2 separate regions of the Ovis aries genome follow, and region 1 is linked to region 2. The links are chromatin contacts, called in public Hi-C maps. All regions are on one chromosome and are shown on one strand. The core of a region is the stretch at or near the end of the contact, and the rest is flanking DNA. Distances in the headings are between cores, read along the strand shown. Region 1 has its middle 24 kb from the start of NTN4. Region 2 has its middle 58 kb from the start of TESPA1.

Region 1 (2,700 bases), core at 82-2,581, 210 kb after region 2:
AGACGGCAGCCCACCAGGCTCCCCCGTCCCTGGGATTCTCCAGGCAAGAAAACTGGAGTGGGTTGCCATTTTCTTCTCTAATGCATGAAAGTGAAAAGTGGAAAGTGAAAGTGAAGTCGCTCAGTCCTGTCCAACCCTCAGCGGCCCCATGGATTGCAGCCTTCCAGGCTCCTCCGTCCATGGGATGTTCCAGGCAAGAGTACTGGAGTGGGGTGCCATTGCCTTCTCCAAGGAATATAAATAATTGTACACAAAACAAATAGAGAATAATATAATGCAATAAAACACACTAGAGACTGGGATGCCCACAAGAGGAAGGAGAAGAAGAAGAATAGAAGAAAAGCAGCAGTAGCTGATGGACATGATAAGCTAAAGAAAGGCAGGAAAGACATTCTCCAAAGGCATGAGTGAAGGTTTAAAGTGAATAAGGAATGTCTGGATACACTGGGTAGGCAAGTCATAGGAGCAAGGTTCACAAAGGCCAGTACAATAATGGAATTTAGCTCTGGAGTGGAGCTTAGATGTCATCTTTCTGAAGGTGCAAAAAATCTCTTTTATAGCATCTCTGGATGATAGCCATTTAACACCTACTGTTACAGGTTTCTTGTTTGTTTGTTTAGCAAAACACTAATTATGCTCCAGGTTCTACTCTGAAGACTTCACCATTAACTCAAGTGGTCTTATAACAGCCTTGTGATAGAAGTATAATTGTTATCCCTACTATACAGATGAGGAAGTGAAGCAAGGAGAAGATAGGTCATTGGCCTCAGGTCACATTGCTGCGAGTGACTGATCCAGGATCCTTATGCAAAGTCCACACACTGACCAGGTGTTTACCCCTTTCGAGGGTAGATGACCCCACTTTTGGCCAGATCAAGTGATTAGACATGAGGTTGGAAAACTTCTAAAATTTTTCCTATATTTCAGTGTTATTTGTGATGTAGATTTGCCTCATAATAATAAAGGTTTCAAGCAAAGTATACTGTAGAACACTAAGAATTTGAATGAAAATCTTCCCTGACTTACAGTGGTTACACTCTAGTAACCTCACTGTAAACCGAAGGCATCATAAATCAAAAATGCTCTTAACCTACCGAACATCACAGTTTAGCCCAGCCTACCTTAAATGTGCTCAGAACTCTTACATTAGCCTACAGTTGGGCAAAATCATCTAAAACACAAAGCCTGTTTATAATAAAGTGTTGAATATTTCATGTAATTTACTGAATACTGTGCTGAAAGTGAACAACAGAATAGTTGTATCAGTGGTTTACCCACATTCTTGTGTGGCTGACTGGAGCTGCAGCTCACTGCCACTGCCCAGCATCATGAGAAACTGTACCACAAGTCACTAGCTCAGGAAAAGTTCAAAGTTCAGAATTCACAGTACAGTCTCAGCTGTATGTGAATCACTTTGGCATCAATATAAATTGAACCAGAAAGAAAGTACTTTTCCAAGGAGCACGAGGAAGTAGAGCTCCCTTTGAGGAACACCTGGGTCTGATGCTACCTCGCAGCAGCTTTTAACTCCACCCCAGGCTGAGAAATTCTAAATTTTAAAACATCCTAATAATTTTTAAAGTATCAATAATGATGGTAAAATAAACACTAAAATTTAGTATGTGGTACTATCATATAAAAACAAAGTATTTTATCATAGAACCAGAAACTGACACAAGGCTCAAATATTATTATTACAAGATTTTGGCTATAGAACCAGAAATACCAGTATTTAAGCCATGACTCATATAAGATGATTTTCTCAGAGGAAAAGGTTGGTCATTCAATTAAATACTTAGTATAATAGTGTTTATGAAGAAAAGTTCAGATGTTTCTAAATTCTAAGGCCAGAGAGAAAAAGTTAAATCAATGACTGAAAATTTACAGATTTTATTGAATAAATGATAAAATACTTGGTTGTGAAAATATGTTTTTCTCCCTAGAGTTACAAAGTTTATATCAACAATTATAAAGAAGGATCAGAATTCAGGCTTTTTGCTTTAAGGAAAAGGAACTCTGAATATTTCTTTACTTGCCCGAATAAAAAGCTGCAATGCAGCCTTTTATACCTCTGATACAAGCCATATGCTCTTTGATCTATACGAGCTGTGAAAATTTTCGGTGGACAAATAATTAGAACCCAAGATAGATTCTGTTCTCTTATAGCAGGTTCCATTTTCTACATGTAAGTTCACGAGGGATGCTATAACCCACTAGGTCTATACACAGTCATTGCACCAAATTAGGACTTGAAAAAATATTCTTAGTTTACTTTACCAAGGCTTTGCACGTGTATCAGGGTTGCATGTGTGTATGTGTTAATCACTCATTCATGTCCGACTTTTTGAGGCCCCACGGACTGTAACCAGCCAGGCTTCTCTGTCCATGAAATTCTCCAGGCAAGAATACTGGAGTGGGTTGCTATTTCCTTCTCCAGGGGATCTTCCTGACCTAGGGATCAAACCTGGGTCTCCTGCATTGCAGGCAGATTCTTTACCATCTGAGCCACCAGTAGGATTGCATAATAAGAGAAAAATAAATCCTGTTACAATTTTCATAGCATTGACATGATCTCTGTTGAGTAAAACCACAATTTAAAAAAAAAAAAAAAACCAGCTCAGTATCCTATTGTAACTATGGCCTTAAGTTGTCTAAATAAAAAGAATTGTCATGTTAAAGAAAAATTCTGTTTGTTATTCA
Region 2 (2,983 bases), core at 275-2,774:
GTGTCATTTTATTAGACCTTTGTTTCCTTTTCAAAGAAATAACAAACATAATAAGCCAAAATTACACTTGAATTCTGTTGACTTGAGGAACTAGTGTTTACTCTTTTCCTTTAGTTCCTTTTAGTGGCGTTACTTTCACTATGTTATTGATTTTGGCCAATGCTTTGGGGATCCATTGTAGTTGAAACTGCTTTCTTACGAAGTTTCGCCAGTGTTTCTGTAAGCGCTACTGTTAACCTCTGCCACATTTTTTGACAAATTCTTGCCTCCCTAAGTGTGGCAAGTGACACAGTGAGGAGGAAACTCAATTCTCTTTTTATAGCCTGGAAGGGAGAAAGAGAGGCAATAATAGTATTCCAGACACAGAATGCCGTGAAGGACAACTAACTAGTCGAAATCACTTACAGGACATTCAGTGAGATGGCTATAACATCTGATGGCTAGAACAGAGGGTCCTCTTTATTGTTTTGGGCACAAGAACTCACTGGGTTCTACCATAGGATGTGTGATGGTGTTGGCTCCTTAATTGCCTGGCAAAGAGCCCTAGAGGGAAATGTTATACCTTTGCTTATAAAAGAGTAACTCTATATATTTCCTAAACTCATCTCCTCAGGCATAACTCGGTGAGGCTTCTTTAGTCACCTCTATATACAAGAGGGAAATTTGGTTGAGGATTTATATAGTGTAACTTGGGAGGTTTTTTTTTTTTATGATTGGTGTATAGCTACTTTACGATGTTGTGTTAGTTTCTACTGTACAGCAAAGTGAATCAGCTACACATACATATACATACATATATCCCCTCCTCCTTGGATTTCCTTCCCATTTAGGTCATCACAGAGCATTGAGTTCCTTATGCTCCACAGTCACTTCTCATTAGTTATCTATTTTATATATAGTAATATATATATGCCAATCCAACTTGGGGGATTTTTAAAATAATGTATATCCATCCATCTTTAGTGTCATTTTTTCCATGGCATTAACTTAAAAAATAAGTTATATCCATATCAATATCTATATTTTAAAAATACATTTTTCTTAAATATATGTTGGGTTCCACTTCTTAGAATTGGTTACCTTTAAGCTTTTTTTTTAAAGAGATGATGCAGAGAAATGAGGGTGAGAAAGAGTTATGGGTAAAGGAAAATATATATAAAATTTTTCCTCCTTATTTTTAAGGTTTAAACTAGTATTTTCCTTGTTCTTTCCACTTGTGGGGGAAAAATCCAAACTTTTATTAGATTCCTAAGGAAAAGACTTTTTTAAGAATCTAGTATTAGAAACGCTAAGAGCTTATCAAATGTCAAAGAACTAAAACAAAGAAAATGTTCTCTGTTTTTCCTTGCTGCTTTCCCATCTATTTAAGATGAGAACTTTAAAAAGATTTTTAAACAAGCCACAAACTGCACATGTCTGATAGTTGCCTCAAGGATTTTGTGGGCTGATCAAGCATCAGAAGGGATGCTTGTACAGTTACTAAACTGTACAAGCAACTGTTTAGTACAGTTACTAAACTGGCTCCTGACCTGCACACACATTTTTTTCTCATGAATCCTTTGCACAGAACAGATGCTCTGGGTGTAGCTTTAGGCCAGAAGAATGTCCAAGATATGTGGGTGTGAATTTGGTCAAAGGGTTAGCTGAATGTGGAGCTCAGATACCAACCTGGTAACCGGCCACATTTTAATGAAAAACGCACAATCAGCATGGCATTGTGTTTTTCAAAGAGGTAATTCCCAGCCATGGAGAATACAAGGGAGAAATAGGCAATCATGTGGAACTGCTTTAAAACAAAGTTCTTGTGTATCCTGGCTGGTGGGGTAGGGCTCTCTAGTAGCCCTTGGGAAATTAGATGATGGAATTTTGCTAGGCATCATTGAGTTTTTTGGATCATCAGTCATAATTCTTCAAAAAAAAAAAAAAACCCTCTACAATTGAATAAAGAAAAGACTTCAAAATTATAATTTGCTATGTTAGAAAAAAACTTTCTAAGAGGGGCAAAGATGTTGTCTAATTCACATGCTGAGAACTGTGAATAAGCACAGAAACAGAATTTTCCTTGTTCCACTTAAGAAAAAAAGAGTAGTGAAGAAAACAAAGTGACCAAAAACTCTTTACCTTTACATAAAGAGTGAAATTCTTGTGCTTGACTGTATCTTAGCTGGTAAAGAATCCACCTGCCATGCAGGAGACCTGGGTTCAGTCCCTGGGTTGGGAAAATCCCCTTGGAGAAGGGAAAGGCTACTCACTCCAGTATTCTGGCCTAGAGAATTCCATGAACTATATAGTCTATGGGGTCACAAAGAGTCAGGCACGACTGAGCCGCTTTTACTTCACTTCACTTCGAAGAGTGAAATGTAAGTCTCTTAGATACATGTTGTACTAGAAATGGTTCTGTTTCCTCTCAAGAAGCATGTATGTGTTTTAAACCATTTGGGATCATCTGTAAGTACATAAGCAGCTTCCCAGATGGCGCTGATGGTAAAGAACCCGCCTGCCACTGAAGGAGATGTAAGAGACATGGGTTTGATTGCTGGGTCAGGAAGATTCTCTGGAAGAGGGCATTGAAATGCAATCCAGTATTCTTGCCTGGAGAATCCCATGGACAGAGGAGCCTGGGGGGCTACAGTTCGTAGCATCGCAGAGTCGGACATGACTGAATCAACTTGCACACACACACATAAGTACATAAGAAACATAACTAAGGTTATCTTTTAAGAATGAGAGAAATGTAGAAACAGTAGACTCATTTACTTTTTAAAAATTTATTTACTTATTTATTTTGGGCCCACCATGTGGCCTATGGGATCTCAATTGCCTGTCCAGGGATTGAGTCCATGCCCTTTGCAGCAGAAGCATGAAGTCTTAACCCACTAGACCTCCAGGGATGTTCCAGTCATGTTTTAAATAGGAACATAATGCTATTTGATAGTGTTAACAAATAAACATTTAATTTTATGTCACTGTTATAGCTAGTTGT

What was found. Hi-C and Micro-C count contacts between places; a contact is called where the count stands out from the background.
Region 1: a contact with region 2 is called in a Hi-C map of skin fibroblasts, with 3 times the contacts expected there. The contact joins two enhancer-like sites. A contact is called at or near these places in 6 of 16 Hi-C or Micro-C datasets (hypothalamus, liver, mixed tissues and 2 more).

What each region holds. Positions count from the first base shown.
Region 1 is chr3:165,738,425-165,741,124 of ARS-UI_Ramb_v3.0, forward strand. No RefSeq gene overlaps it. Among named protein-coding and RNA genes, the nearest start is that of NTN4, 24 kb to the left of the region's middle. Within about 2 kb of position 1,332, at least 2 of the 54 cell types and tissues checked have an H3K27ac peak or open chromatin away from gene starts, as enhancers often do.
Region 2 is chr3:165,526,792-165,529,774 of ARS-UI_Ramb_v3.0, forward strand. No RefSeq gene overlaps it. Among named protein-coding and RNA genes, the nearest start is that of TESPA1, 58 kb to the left of the region's middle. Within about 2 kb of position 1,525, at least 2 of the 54 cell types and tissues checked have an H3K27ac peak or open chromatin away from gene starts, as enhancers often do.